3 separate regions of the Mus musculus genome follow, and regions 1 and 3 are each linked to region 2. The links are chromatin contacts, called in public promoter capture Hi-C maps. All regions are on one chromosome and are shown on one strand. Each heading gives the region's core, a stretch centred on a gene start, on an enhancer-like site or on the middle of the called end of the contact. The rest is flanking DNA. Distances are from core to core; before and after follow the strand shown. Region 1 holds the start of Ap3b2 (adaptor-related protein complex 3, beta 2 subunit). Region 2 holds the start of Mfge8 (milk fat globule-EGF factor 8 protein). Region 3 holds the start of Pde8a (phosphodiesterase 8A).

What was found. Promoter capture Hi-C pulls out the DNA fragments that hold promoters and counts their contacts.
Region 1: a promoter capture Hi-C map of liver shows a contact between it and region 2, with 2.9 times the contacts expected there. The contact joins the promoter of Ap3b2 here to the promoter of Mfge8 in region 2. A contact is called at or near these places in 2 of 39 promoter capture datasets (both in liver).
Region 3: a promoter capture Hi-C map of pre-B cells shows a contact between it and region 2, with 3 times the contacts expected there. The contact joins the promoter of Pde8a here to the promoter of Mfge8 in region 2.

The regions. Positions count from the first base shown.
Region 1 is chr7:81,492,489-81,495,188 of GRCm38.p6, forward strand. Ap3b2 (adaptor-related protein complex 3, beta 2 subunit) reads right to left here and starts at 1,437. Exons shown (of 26, transcript NM_021492.3): 1 at 1,020-1,437. The coding sequence starts at 1,132. BC048679 (cDNA sequence BC048679) reads right to left here. Exons shown (of 6, transcript NM_001193274.1): 5 at 2,638-2,700; 6 at 1,786-1,890. The coding sequence ends at 1,858.
Region 2 is chr7:79,147,669-79,150,368 of GRCm38.p6, forward strand. It overlaps Mfge8 (milk fat globule-EGF factor 8 protein), which reads right to left and starts at 1,392. Exons shown (of 9, transcript NM_001045489.1): 1 at 1,227-1,392. The coding sequence starts at 1,299.
Region 3 is chr7:81,211,937-81,214,636 of GRCm38.p6, forward strand. Pde8a (phosphodiesterase 8A) reads left to right here and starts at 1,329. Exons shown (of 22, transcript NM_008803.3): 1 at 1,329-2,152. The coding sequence starts at 1,979.

The DNA.
Region 1 (2,700 bases), core at 187-2,686, 2.3 Mb after region 2:
GTGTACTCTTCCCAGTAGAGGCCTGCCAGCCCCAGGGGCTATGAATTTTGGACAGGCTCACAGCCTAACATTTGTCTAAGATCAAAGTATGTGCTCACAGCTGCATCCTGTTCTCAAAAGTTGCACTTTGCATATCAGTTGACTGACTTTTAAGGGTTTGTTGCTGTTTGCAGCTGCTTGAGCATGTGAGGCCTAGCACTGACCATGCAGGGTAAGGAACAGGGTCACCCGATCATTAGTAATAAAAATCCAGTGGGACTCGCACTCGGTGAACCTGCCTGGTTGAGTGACCCTTCTGAAGAAGTGCATTCGCTTGCGCCTTGTGCTCTGGATTGTGTGGTGATTTCCCTGAGACCCCAGACCCATTTCTAACACGAGAGTACCTTCCTCCCTGAAATGGAACATGTCTTGCACTCCCACTCCTGACCCTTGAATTGTCAGGGCTACAATTGTGCTCCCGGTTGGAACAATCTATTGGCTCCTGTTCACTACTCCGTTCCGTGACTAACAGGTCCACAGGCCTTTAATTAATGTGCTATTGAATTTATGAACAAATAAATGAATGAGTCAAAGGTAAGATTCAAACCAAGTAGGGCTGAATCATAGGGCAATGTGGGGGTTGGGGAAAGATGGAGAAATTAATTTGCAGGAGGAGCCAGTTTCTCAGTCTACATCCAGGGCCGGCTTCCTGGAGTGGACCACACTCAAACTCCAGTTCCCCAATTCAGACCCGTCCCCTACGGAATTGGTTTTGGGGGTTTTGTTTTGGTTTCTCTTTGAGCCAGCGAATAAAAGGCTGCAAACATCATCGCAGCTGTTCCATAAGGACCCCGCCTGTCTGGTCCCTCCCCCACCAGCCTTGGGTCCCCCGCCCCTTCGTAGCTAAAGGCGAAGTGGCCCTGCTGCGGGAACCCCGGGAAGCGCGCAGGGCGGGTCTGGGTCGGCAGGGCCGCAGCCTCGCGGGCGCTGTCCATGGTGCCTGCGCGCCAGCCGCACCCGGCCGGCGCTCGCTAGCTCACCGCTTGTAGTCCGAGGAGAAGATACCGCCGCTCGCCGGGTCGTGGCCATATTCTGGCTCCCCGGGACCGGCTGAGCCGCCCTTGTCTTCGCTGTAGGCCGGAGCGGCCGACATGGATCTGCGCTGAGGGGTGGCTGAGCGGCCGGGTTGGGCTTTGGTCGAGGAATGGGATGCACGCCTAGCTCTGCGGAGCTGCAATCTGCGCGGCGGAGGCAGCGCGCAGATTCAGCAATCAGGGCTGAGCGCTAAGGTTCTTAAAGGGACCGGCACCACCCGCGGAGTGCAGGGTTGGGGTGAGCTGACAGGGGACGGAGGAACAGCGCCTGCCCTGTCCCAATCTCTCAGAACTCTCTGGCAACTGCAAGCATCTAAAGGTCTCTCACAGTGAGCAAGGCTGCAGGGCTGATGACTGTATAGTCTTTGGAGGGATGCGGACCTCCTGCCTCCGCCCTCCCGATCACCTGACCTCCACGGACCCGCCCACCCATGCAGTGAGAGAGGGGGACGTGAGGGACACTGAAAGAAGGCCATACTCGCAGGCCTGGGTTGGAACATCTACCTTGGAGATTTAGGGGTGGGTACCTTTCCATCCTTTTTCACACAGTCTAAATCCCTCTGAGGATAACCTGCTTACTCACTGGGAATCATAGCAACTTCCTGGAAGAAGTGGAATTTAAGAGGAGGCTGACCCAGGAAGCAAGTGCTAAGGGCATTCTGGGAGCAAATCAGTTCTAGGTGGAGTAAAGAGAACCTCCAACATCCTAATTACGTTTGGGAAAATACTTTAATGATCCCTTCTGAAACCTCTTTTGGCCCATTCAGGAGGACCCAAGGTCACATTAATCACTGGTTAGGTTCCTGTCCATTGACATCTAGAAGGGAAAGAAGACGAACAGATTGAGTTAGGGTCTGGTGTAATTGCCAGGTCTCCAGGACTTTGTGATTTATCAAGCTTAGCTCCTAAGACCCAAGGAAGGAAGGAAGGGAGGAAGGAAGGAAGGAAGGAAGGAAGGAAGGAAGGAAGGAAGGAAGGAAAGCAAGAAGAAGGATTGTAGCTAGTTCTGGATTAGAGAGAACACCCTGGACTAGGCTGATGGTGAATTGTTTATCTTTGGTCTAGATTTTGGACATGAGGTTGAGTGATTGGGAACTCCTGGCCAGGCTCATAGAATGGAAGTATTCCCAAGGACCGAGATTTGTAGACTAGGGTCCCAATTCTCTAAGATCAGAATTGGTGGACTGTTTGGAAAAGGATGGAACTGAGAAAGGCGGACTTTGGATCAATAGAAAGTTCTACTGCAAAAAGAAGGATGGAGTTGGAGCAGCCCCTGGGTTGGAGATCGGTCATGTTCAGTAAATATATCTGCTCAGGATCTAAGAACAGTAGCCTGAGGTCTACCTGGCGCTAAAGGGTTTCAAAGTGTGTAACTTCAAAAATAGGTACACCTATTCTGGGGACTTTAGATTGCCAGAGTAAAGAGTTTAAGATGAAAGGAACCTGGTCTGGGTGTAGTGGAGAGGGGAATCATCTGAATTATGCTGGAGCAAGTTGGTTAGGTGCCTTTGTTAGCAGACTGGGGCTGGCATGGGATGTGGGCAGGTAGAAGAGAGGCACTTACTGAGTCCATGCCCAACAGGTTCAGTGCAAAGTGCACACAGTTGCTGCTAGTGGGATGGTAGGG
Region 2 (2,700 bases), core at 142-2,641:
GCCAAGGCCTAGGCACCCAATACCAACAAGGGCCCCGCTTTCAGCCTTCCCTACACCTGCACCAGGAACCAAACCAAGGGTTCAGAGAGGAAATCAGAAAGTGGAAGGTGGCCAGAAGCAGTGGCGTTGGGACTGAGGCTGGCCACCTGCATATGAGACCAGGAGAGGCCAGCTCCTCTAAAAATCCTATGGGATTTCAGGGTCCTTCTCTGGGAAGTGTCTCCAGGAACATTTGGCCAGGGTGCAGGTTGGGGGGGGGGGGGCAAAGAGGAGGGGTGGAAAGGGTCAGAGGAGACCCAAGCATCTTTCCAGCTGAGTGGACAGACCAGGAGTTTCCAGGTCGTGGAAGCTTGGGGCACCCAATGCCTTCAGCTCCAACCCCGAGGTCAGATCCTGTGCTGGGCGACAGAACACAGCTGTGATCTCTCCTGCCTGTGATCACTCCAGTCCCGCCGCCAGTCCCGTTTCTATGAGAAAGGATTTAGGGGCTGCCCCACGTGGGCACTGCTTTTTCATGATGAACTCTCTCCAGCAGCATCCCGCAAGAAGCCCAGACGTCTACTGGGGACCTCAGAGCAGAGGAGGAGGAGGAGGAGGAGGAGGAGGAGGAGGAGAAGGGTTAGGGGAGATAAAGCAGCTGGCCAAGGTCAGCCGGGGGCAGGAAGCCCTTTTCTAAGTTCCAGACCAGCCCCACCTACAAGCCAGTCTCTCGCACTGACCCCTCTGTCATTCCTTCCCTTATCTGATCAAACACCAACAAGTGGGACACAAAAGTTCATTGGATTCTCTAACCAGGCGGGTTCAGGACAGAGTTTCAGGTAACGTTAGCTTGAGTTGTACCCGCACAAGAGTCCTAGACTCTCCCAAATTGTTTGGATTGGAAAGCAGACACAGTTCGGTGGCCTCACTTTACAGACGCGGTAAAAAAGAAAGAGGCACGACGCAGCGGATTCCTTTGTTATGTGTAAGTCACATCCCTGAGGGGGCCGGGGGGGGGGGGAGGCCAGGCTGTCACCGGGTGTCCAGGGTCACCACTCAGTGCAAAAGCTACTTATCACAGCCCCAAGGCCCCAGGGCAGAGAGCACAGAGGCACGTTCGCCTCTCCTACCCCTGAGCGTCCCCCTCCAGGCTCTGCTCAAGTTTGTCAACAGTAGGAGTAGAGGGAGGGCGTCGCTGAGAACTTCCGAGCGGCGGGCAGAACAGGGGCGAGGCCAGAGGGACTCACCAGACGCGGCGAAGAGGCCAGAGGCGCAGAGTAGCATGCCGCACAGCGCGGCCAGCACACGGGAGACCTGCATGCTGCGGGACGCGGGAAAAGGTCCACGCGCTCTGATGCTGGGACTCGAGAGTTCCTGCGTCCGCTCCTCTCACTCCGGAATAAATCAGGCGCCTCAGCTCCGCCCACTGGCCCAAGGGCTCCGCCCCGTACAGCCCCGGGCGGACTCTGGGCGGAGCTCCGAGACCACAGTGGGAAGAGGGAGGGCTGAAGTGGGGGGTCCAGTGCCTCAGCCTCCCGGCGAGCCACGCCCTGATGCCGCTGCCAGTCCTCAGCCTGAGGCCAGGCCCCGGCTTCCTGAATAGACTGGACAGGGGGAAATTGCTCAGGAGGAATTTTAACAAGTGGCTGGATAATGGAGTGCTTTCCTAAGCATGCTGGAGACCCTAGATTCGATCCCCAACCCAGCAAAGATAAATAAAATAAAATAATCCAGGAGTGGTGGTGGCTCACGCTTGTACTCCCAACTGTTAGGAAGCTGAATCAGGAGGATCAGACAGTTCCAGATCGGATCCCCAGAGTGGGCTCCATCCATATTGAGTTCCAGACTAGTCTGGGCTATAGAATGGGACCCTGTTTCCTAAATGTGTGAGTTTATTGATTATTTGTTGTTTAGTTAATTAAAAATAACTGTTTAGAGTTTAAATGCTAATTCTTATCTGTAATCAGAGAACAGCAAATTCAGGCTACAATGAGTACAGTGTTTCCTCCTTTATCAGATCGGCAAGTGTCAGGCTGTTAACAGCAGAGGCTGTGGGGCAAACAGGCTGAGGCACGCGGACCTTGGACAGAGTATACGCCAGCTCAGCTTCTTTATTTGGTAATGTCTTTCAAAATGTCACATATCAACGCCTTAAGACCTAGCAGTAATGCTTAGAGATGCACAACCATTCCATTAGATAGACATCTGTGCAAAATGACACTACAGGATGACATAACGTCTTTAGAAACCATGAAAAGGCCAAAAAAAAAAAAAAAAAAAAAAGGAATTGGCAAACTTGTGTAAAAGTCCCAAATTAGAAATATTTTAGGATTTTGGCCACTGTGGTGGTTCAAGCCTATAATGCCAGCACACTGGATTATTAAAGGAAGTCCAAGGCTAGCTTGAACAACATGGTGAATCTTCAGCTACCCTAACCACCAGAATGAGATTCTATCACAAAAAGAGAGAGAGAGAGAGAGAGAGAGAGAGAGAGAGAGAAGGAAAGAAGGAAAGAAAGAAAGAAAGAAAGAAAGAAAGAAAGAAAGAAAGAAAGAAAGAAAGAAAGAAAGATAGAAAGATAGATAGATCTGGCTAAAGAAATGGCTCAGTGGGTAAAGCATTTGCTGAGCGAGTGCGGCTACCTCAACTCAATCCCCACAAATCGATCAGGAAGGCAGACAGAAGCAGAGAGCCCAAGTCCACAAAGCTGACCTCTGACCC
Region 3 (2,700 bases), core at 79-2,578, 2.1 Mb after region 2:
CAAGGTCACTGTGGAGTTGTCAAGGCCAGACTTTTGGTGGGCGGAGAGAAGAGCCTTAGACTTGTACGTGCATCTTGGCTAAAGGCAATTTCTCTAGGGATCCAGCTACCAGCTGAAAAAAAACAAAACAAAACAAAAAAAAACAAAACAAAAAATCTACCCTCTAAGACTGCTAGTTGAAAACACCACAGACTGGGTGGAATAACGGGTGTCAGTACAAAAACTTTTCCTGTTTTTCAAGACACCTTGGAGGAGCCAGTCATATTTTTATAGGACAGCGTGCTTTAACTTGACAAAGGAGCCGCGTGCCAAAGGCCAGAAAAGAGAACCAGTTTCTAAAGCTGCTCCAGCCTTATCCGCTCCGGAAGCCGCCCTGTATCCTCCTTTGGTGGCGAAGATCGATGCTCAAGGACGTTGCAGCTGCCACAGGGACCAAGCACCTGTGTCTGTCACAGCAGGGACTTCAGCCCGGAGCACATCTCCGGGTCTTAACAGTAGCCAGTCCGCGGGCAGGAGTCTCAGCCACTCAGGGTCGCACCCGGGTGCGTGTAGGAAAGGTGTGGACTGAGGAAAGGAAGCTACGTCCCGGTCCCGCCAGGGTCCCGGTGGACCTAGAGAGCAAAGAAGGGCGGGAAGGCCCTCGAAGTGGCTGGCTCTGGGTATCAGATGCACACCCAGGGGCGTCGCCCTCCAGTTTCAGCTACCGAGAGGTTAAGAGACTCATCTGGAGTCACACAGCTAGCTATCTGGTAGCACTTGGGGGGCTGCAGTTCTGATCCCTGCTGGACGGACGCACAACTCTTCATTTGGTTCGGATCCTTGGGACTGTCGAACCTGGAATCGTCCTTTGGTTAAGAGGACCGGCTTTCCCTAACCAACTTCGAAATATTGCAGTCCCACAGGTCTGAGTGCAACCAGAGGCGTGACGTGCCAGGTCTTGGAGCAAGGGCTATCCCTGGTAATAACGCCTGGGACCTGGAGTGTAGTTCCCCATGGACTTCGGAACGCTTCGGACTGAGGTCCTTCCAACTGGTCTCTTAACGGACGATAGCTCCAAATCTCAAACACAGTGACCTGACAGTGAACGAACTCGGTAGCCCCTGAAGCAGAATGGCTCTGTATCCTTCAGCAAGTCCTTTCCTTTCTCCGGACGGGCTGGCTAGGTGCCCCTGCGGTCGCGGCCGCGCATGCTCTTGGACGGGCGGTACAGGGAGCGGGCGGCGGGCGCCCCAGCTGCTTTGCATTGACGCCAGCAGCCGCTGGAGGTCACCGCTGGGGGCTGGGCGCGGCGAGTTGCCCGCAAGACGCGGTCCGGAGCACGGAGCGGGAGTCTCGGATGCTCAACTCCTGGCTCGCGCAGCCGCCTCGGCGCTTCTCGACGGCGCGGCCCGACCGGAGTCGAGGCGCTCGCTCCGTCAGCGAGCGGGTCCCCAGCTCGGAGTGCGGGCGCCGAGGGCTGGGCTCCCCTACGGTAGCCCGACTAGGGGCGCTCACCCAGCCGTCCGCCGGGCCGAGGAGAGGCACCGCCAGGCGAGCGAGCGCCCGTTTCCTCGAGAGTCAGACGAGGCGAGGGCGGCGGTGCAAACGCGGCGCGGGCTCGCGGCTCCCGGTGGCGAGAGCGCAAATCTCCACCCCCGACATTTCCCCGGAAGCGCGGCGGCTGCGGCGCGCGCGGCGATGTGAGGGAGACAGCGGCGGCTCCCGCCTCAGGAAGGGCATGTTCGGAGGGGCGTCCGCGGCGCGCCTCTCGCCCCAGCGCCCCCTCCCCACGGCCGCCGCGCCCGCAGCGCAATAAAAGGGGCGGCCGCGCTTCCTGACGCGAGACCCGCGCTTGCCGCCGCCGCCCACCCGCCTGCCCGCCCGCCCGCTCAGGCCGCGATGACACGGCGCCCGCGGCGGCCCCGAGGCGCCGGGCGGGCCGTTTGCTGACCGGATCGCGGCTGCCCGCCAGCGAGTCCGCGGTGCCGCCGCCGCCAGTATGGGCTGCGCCCCGAGCATCCACACTTCCGAAAACCGAACGTTTAGCCACAGCGACGGCGAGGACGAGGACGTGGACGTGGACGTCCCGGGCCCCGCGCCGAGATCTATTCAGCGATGGTCGACCGCGCCCGGGCTCGTGGAGCCTCAGCCTCGGGATAACGGCGCCTCGAAGGTGAGCCGCACTGGGAGGGCGGGGAAACAAACGCGGGGCACTGGGGGCCCTCTAGGCAGCCGCCCTGGCGTTGACCGACGCCAGCCGCCCGCGTTTGCGGGCTGTCGCGGACCGAGGCTTAACAGGGCTATGACGCGGCGCCGCGGGATCCGCCGTGTCCGTTCCTTCCCGGCCGGGGTCGGACGCGGCGAGTCAGTTTTCTCCCAGCGGGGTGGGTGGGGGACCCGGGATATCCCCGGCACGTTCCTGACATGGTAAACCAGAGTGCACTTTGCTCTGGCATTCCCAGAGTAGAAAGGCAAGGGTTGTCCGCACTGGGAAGGGTCTTAGATGCCACCAGTTCCCCCCCCCCCTCACCCCCTGCCTAGCTTATCCCAACCTCTGTCCTCTCATTGCACAAGCAGTTTCACTTTTCCACTTTTTTGGGGGCCATTGAAATGTAACCTGGAACATAGGTTTGGCTTCACTGCACGCTTTATCTGAAGTTCAGGTTTGTTAGCATACGTGTGGTATTTAAAGCCTGTGTAATTAGAAAATACTACTGGAGA